Linked DNA regions of Mus musculus: region 2 is linked to region 1. The links are chromatin contacts, called in public Hi-C maps. All regions are on one chromosome and are shown on one strand. The core of a region is the stretch at or near the end of the contact, and the rest is flanking DNA. Distances in the headings are between cores, read along the strand shown. Region 1 overlaps Gm33162 (a long non-coding RNA gene). Region 2 has its middle 21 kb from the start of Gm33381.

The links. Hi-C and Micro-C count contacts between places; a contact is called where the count stands out from the background.
Region 2: a Hi-C map of uterus shows a contact between it and region 1, with 5 times the contacts expected there. The contact joins two enhancer-like sites. A contact is called at or near these places in 1 of 39 promoter capture datasets (liver), 7 of 15 datasets of contacts at CTCF or cohesin (CD8 T cells, embryonic stem cells, hippocampal excitatory neurons and 3 more), 109 of 484 Hi-C or Micro-C datasets (the AML12 cell line, B cells, CD4 T cells and 66 more) and 47 of 115 datasets of contacts at active chromatin or transcription factors (DN3 thymocytes, the HL-1 cell line, the HPC-7 cell line and 33 more).

The regions. Positions count from the first base shown.
Region 1 is chr3:101,512,178-101,515,256 of GRCm38.p6, reverse strand. The region is part of intron 4 of Gm33162 (a long non-coding RNA gene); the gene reads left to right. Among named protein-coding and RNA genes, the nearest start is that of Gm40109, 5.9 kb to the right of the region's middle. Within about 2 kb of position 1,431, at least 33 of the 459 cell types and tissues checked have an H3K27ac peak or open chromatin away from gene starts, as enhancers often do. A contact at or near this core is called in Sertoli cells, extraembryonic ectoderm, kidney and 3 more, where this site is marked.
Region 2 is chr3:101,805,099-101,808,281 of GRCm38.p6, reverse strand. No RefSeq gene overlaps it. Among named protein-coding and RNA genes, the nearest start is that of Gm33381, 21 kb to the left of the region's middle. Within about 2 kb of position 1,906, at least 126 of the 459 cell types and tissues checked have an H3K27ac peak or open chromatin away from gene starts, as enhancers often do. A contact at or near this core is called in Sertoli cells, extraembryonic ectoderm, kidney and 3 more, where this site is marked.

The DNA of each region.
Region 1 (3,079 bases), core at 182-2,681:
GTAGAACGAGTGTAGATAAATCACTGGGGTGTGTTCTCAGAGAGATGCTGAGAGCGTGGCCTCTTCCTGTTTCTGTTTCCGGGTCACCATCAGCTTTTTTTTTTTTAAGATTTATTTATTTATTTTATGTATATGAGTACACTGTAGCTGTACAGATGGTTGTGAGCCTTCATGTAGTTGTTGGGAATTGAATCTGTAGAACCTCTGCTCGCTCCCATCGGCCCCACTTGCTTGCTCCAGTAAATCCCACTCTCTCAGTCCCTGTTAGCTCCAGCTCAAAGATTTATTATTATAAATAAGTACACTGTTGCTGTCTTCAGACACACCAGAAGAGGGCGTCAGATCTCATTATGGGTGGTTGTGAGCCACCATGTGATTGCTGGGATTTGAACCCAGGACCTTCAGAAGAGCAGTCAGTGCTCTTACCCGCTGAGCCATCTCGCCAGCCCCCCACCATCAGCTTCTACCTCATGACAGGACCAAAGCCATGAGGCATGAATGAAACTTGGGATGCCATGAATCAAGCTTTCTTCACTATGAGCCATTCTCTCAAGCGTTCTGCTTTCTTATGGAGCCTCCTGAAGAGACGCACACTGCTCTAGGACTGAAACTGGAGCAGCTGAAATCTCTCTCAGGTAGGAAAGAAGGGCATGGTTAGGAGTGCTTTTCCAGAGAAGACAGTAGAAGGATGGACAGACCCAGGGAGGCAATAAAGTAGCCCAGGCTGGAAGGTAGTAATGGAAAGATTCACTTGATAATGAAACAACCCTTCCTCGTGCCGTTACTGTAGTGGGTGGCATGGTGGAAGTCCCAGATCAGGGTGACACCTTTGACCAGGCCATTTGCTTCCACCTAAGTCAGTTTGTCCCAAGGATTCCCTGTGTTTGAAAATAACTGCCCAGATTAATTTCTCTATCAGTTCCAGAGGCCAGAGATGTGAAGACAGGCTTTGTCCACGTGCAGGGCAGAAGGTAGAGCTGGGAAGCTTGACCCCAGCTCAGCAGTCAGCCTCCAGAGTCTGGCCCCAGGCCAGGCCTAACCACACCCCAGCATCTCACCAGGAGAATTTAGACAGACCCTCTCTAGCGCTTTCTCCCATGTGACTAAAAACCTTATCATCCTTAAAGTTGTAAAATCACCAAACTTTGACCTTATTAAAGTCACATTGCTCTGGTCTTGGCAACCCTAACGGGATTTTACAGGTTGGCCTCTACTAGAGTCCTTGACCAGCCCAAGGTCTGGCAGGGTCCATGACGGATGACCTCTGCCTTCAGGGATGGCAGCCCACCCACATTCTCAGCCTCCCATGCCCATCCAGTACCAGGGTCACCGTGGCCTTCCATAAAGGCCTTCTGTTTTGTTACTCATGGAAACGGAGACAGTTCCAGGATCCTGGGCTCTGGGGAGGCACATGAGTATCCTCCCGGCAGTAGCAGCTGACGGTATTTTCTTCTGGATTAATGAAGCACAGTGGAGCATTCAGCGGCTTTGTAATGATTAATATGTCAACTCGGTTTCACGGGAGACGCAAGCAGGAAAGTGAAATTTGAACTGAGGAGGAGGACCAGCAGAGCCAAGGAAAGAACAAAGGGAGAAGCAGCAGCAGTGGGGGCGGGGTGGGGGTACCATGTCACCAGGCTGAGCCCCAAGCTGAGAAAAGGGACCGAGGTCTTCTGCTGCTGTAGAGAAGATTCTGGAACAGCGCTTAATCTTCCACATACTCGGGTGTGAAAGATGTGGACCCCACGGGGATTGAGTTTTCCCCTCTCCCAAGGGGGCAGAAATCGCACAATAGTTTTGCTTTAAGTGTTGAGGTGCAGAGCCCCTAGCTCTCCAAAACCAAAGACAAAGCTGCTCCCAGCTGGTGATTCTTAGGCCATGTCACCCCTGTCAGTAACCCCTCTTTAACACTTTCTAGCGAAGTTGGGAAGGTGGCAATGGCATCCTCTGCTGAGCCCTGTGGGACCCAGTCCTTAGGCTGTAGAGGAGGAGGTCCCCTCAGCCACTCCAGGATATTCATGTGCCATACAAGGCACTCTGCATGCAGTATGTGAAGGTACAATAGAGCCACAAGACATGGGTGTACTGAGAGACTGGTGACAAACTGCCATTAGGAAAGACACTAGTGATGGAAACAAATCTTTGAAACCAAACCAAGCCTTTCCTGCTAAATATTACTCTCCAGCTATGATACATGTTCTGTGCAACCAACAAATGGGTCTGTGTGACTCCCACCATCTACTGAAATTCAAGGGTCCTAGATTTCATCTTCTCCTTACTCTAAGCCTCTAGTCATGGGCCAGAACTCCACGAGCTCACTTGTGGACATATGCTTCTCTAATCAGAATGAAAAATTCAAGTTCCACATGCCCTTAAATGACCTGTCATGGGAAATTGCACAAAGATTATTAACATGCCCTAGTTTGTGTGATGTGCAGAGGAAAGGATTGGCCAATTCCTGAAATTTCTTTTTTTTTTTAAATAATTTTTAATTATTTATTTAATATACATAAATACACTGGAGCTGTCTTCAAACACACAGAAGAGGGTGATAGATCCCATCACAGATGGTTGTGAGCCACCATGTGGTTGCTGGGAATCGAACTCAGGACCTCTGGAAGAGCAGCCAGTGCTCTTAACCTCTGAGCCATCTTTCCAGCCCCCTGAAATTTATTTCTGATTATAATTTTTTAACATTTCATTTTGAAACAATTTCAAGTACACAAAAGATTGCAAAAGATTTACAAGAATCACAATATCTAAAGAGTAAAAATAAAATGAACATCAATAGATGAATGAGATGATGAATAGAGAACATGGCAGATTCACAATGGGATATGGCTCAGGTTTCAGTGTGCTGACATGTTCTGACACATGCCACAACATAAAGACATTAACATAAGCAAAAAAACGTCAGCCACGAGGTTCCTAGAAGAGGCCAGATCAAAAAGAGAGAAAACTGTTAGGAGTTAGACAGAGAAACAGGATTTAATGATTATGAACTTTCAATATGGAGGGATTAAAAGGTTCTGGAGATGGTTCATCATAGTCTTTATTTTAAAATAATCTGGAGATATTA
Region 2 (3,183 bases), core at 657-3,156, 290 kb before region 1:
CCTGTCACGTGAGAAGGTGCTACCCTGAGGGCTAATCTGATAAACTACAGTCTGCAATAACCTGATCCAAGCCGGATGGACCCCCACGTCCCCATGCTGCTCTCTAACTATGGTCCCAAGTTAATATTCCCCACGTATCTAGGCCAAGCCATCCCCTTGACCCTGTAGACTTCGGCAGATCCGGTCTTGCCTCCCATCCCACCATCCCATCCCGATACACCAGCTCACCCCACGAGCTAGAATTCTTTTAAATGCTTGCACACTGAGTCATATTTTTTCAGGGCTCTGTTCCTTCCAGTGGCCTTTCATCACCTCATTTAAAAGCTCTCTACCATGGCCTGCAAGGCCCACACAGGTCTGGCGCCTGCCGTCAGTCTCCTGCGAGCTGTTCACCCACACTGGCTCACTTTGCTTTGTTTTGAATAGACCAAGTACATTTCTGCACACCTTGCACCTATTTGTCCCTTGGCTCACAAGCCTTCCGTGCCATATGTCAACATGGCTCAGTCCTCCCAGACCAGCTTAACTCGGCGAGCTCCCCACCACCCTGTTACTGTCCCTATCTGGTTGGCTTGTTTTCCTATTGGAAAATAACTCCACTCAGATGAGGCTTGTTTCAGTTGTTCACTTCTGAATTCTGCACCCAGAACTATGACTTGTGCAGAGCAGATGCTTCATGGATGCTTGATAAATGCAGACTTGGATAGATGGATGGATGGATGAATGGATGGATGGATGGATGGGAGGAAGGAAGATGGGTTTTCATGCATTTGCTGCGTTGAGGCAGGGGAACTGGACTTGATCTCAAGTTTTGCAAGGCTCAGAAGAGGCTCTTCATAAAGCAATTTTGAGATGTTGAAAAATCACAGTGAGAAAGGAAAAGGACCTCTGGCTCCAGAAGCCTGTCTCTGAGAAGTGCCTGCCTCCTCTCTCTGTGCAGCCTGATAGAGCAGACCTGAGAAGGCACACTGATGGGCCTGCATCGCAGCTCCCTACAGCTGGTGTCTGCTATCCTGACTGGGATCCAAGGTGCACTTCGAGGGCTGTGTGGACAACACACACTCTCTCTGCTTGTAAACAATGCTTGTCAGCAAAGCTTTCAGGCTTTCTCCCTTCCTGCCAAGCCTGGGAACAAATAGCAGTGGTCTTGGCAGAAGCCCTCCCTCCCCATTGCTTTGTTTCTGAGTCTAGACCATTCATTTCCTCTCATTCAACAGCTTTGCTCTGAGAGGGAGTCACTTTCCTTTGCCAGCTTTAGCTTTTAAGTCCTCGTAGCTCATGACTCTCCTGTCAGGACCCAACCCGGGGTGCTTGGATACAAAGGAATGAGAGATCAGTGCCGAGTGTCAGGGAACTGTGCCGTAATTGAGCAAATCACATCTCCCAAAGACAGCCCAAACTTGGTCAGAGTTGTAGACTCTCCTCCCCACCTGGAGGGGGATGGGAATATTCTGTGGGGCAGTCAACATTAGGGCGGCTCGAAACAAAACCTAACCTGTGGTTTCAGGCCCAAGAGGCAACCATGGATGGAGAACTCACTTAGTGAGCCATGGGCCCAAAGGGTCTGGACTCCTTTTCTTCTTCACCCCAAGCCCCATAGTCTTCTCTTATTTTGCCCTTTCCTCTTTTGCCTCCTTCTAGAATATTCTCCTTTTGTCTCCGTGGTAATGGTCATCAAAAATGTCCTCTGCCCTTGGGTCTCTCTATGTAGGATTCACATATGTGAAACCTGTCCTTTATGACCAGGACAGGTGTTCCAAACGGAGTAAAGACCTACAGCAGACCAGCAGGAGATGCGCAGGGCACACTTGGCGATCTCTGCTGGCTGACTGAGATCTGCTGCTTGGCTGTGGCAGCCCCGCCTGTGCTGTGCGGTGAAGACGTCAGGGGGCGCTCGCGGCTTCTCTCTGGCTGGCTGCTGACCGTGGCCAATGGCAGCGGAGGAGAGCAGTTCGCCACACTGTGGCCCTCTCCCACCGCAGACAGGCTATCCTGACCCACAGGCTCTCCATGCTCTGGATGAGGCTGGCAAAGGGGAGTGTTGACTCCATGGGGACAGTCACAGTACAGTCCACCCTGGACACACAGCGTGTGTCCCCCACCCAGTGCAAGCGTCCCCCACCCAGCTCGGCACAAAGACAACAGATGGGTGGAGGGTGAGAATGTTCCAGAAAAGAACAGTTCAGGCCCCTAAAATCCACGGATATGTGTTCTGTACATTTCCTGTTCTTTGTGCTTTATCTCATTTCATCCCTCCAACCATCCTTTGAACCAGGGTAGGCATTATCAATTTATTCATAAACATTTGAGAATCACAGACCAAAAAAAAAAAAAAAAAAAAAAAATCCAAGGTCACCGCCTGGGCATGCGTATAAGTCATCACTAGTCATTCACAGTGCAGGTGACAGAGAGGCACGTGGAGAAGCCGACCAGGATGGCTTTCCAAGTGGAAACCTCCCCTGTTCCTGGCTTGGTCTGAGGGGAGGGGGTGGGGCATGTTCCTGCCCTTGCTTGACCCGCCCTGTCAGCCCTGTCCGCAGCAGCGGGTCCTCCCAGAAGGTAGATGGGCGGAGCTCTTGAGGTGACAGATGGGGGAGGAAGACTTCTTAGGATTTGCCCTGGACTGAAAATTTCTGGTCGCACCTTTGAACCCTGTAAAGTCCTCAAAGCCTTCTGTTTCAGAAGCTAATCACGCGCTCTCTCCACGGGCCCGGTGACCTTTGCAATGCAGTTAGCCTTTGTTTGCTTTTCTTAAAAGGCCTGCAATTTATGATCCGAACAATGCCCCTTAGGCCAGGAAGAAAGGAATTTGAGGGTCCAGAAAGACTTGGTTTTCTTCCAGCCCTTCACCTCTGAAGCCATAGTTCCTCAATAACAGTGTATAACATTAAGACTGGGAGTACAGGGCAGGGGATTGATCTATAGCTTTGTGTCTCGTGGAGACCCTAGCAAACAAGAATATCCCAAGGATGGCAACAATAAAATCCAATCTACCAGCATCGTGCACCGAAGGGGAGGCTCGTATTTTCGGGTATGACTTGTTAACCAGTTATGCGTGAATGTGGAGAGGGGCATGGATTAGGGAGCTTTCTGTTCAAACAGAAGGGCTGACAAAACCATGGAATCTCAAATCGTCAGACATTCAACGGCCTTTTCTAAGAACCATGGGAGACAAAATGTCTA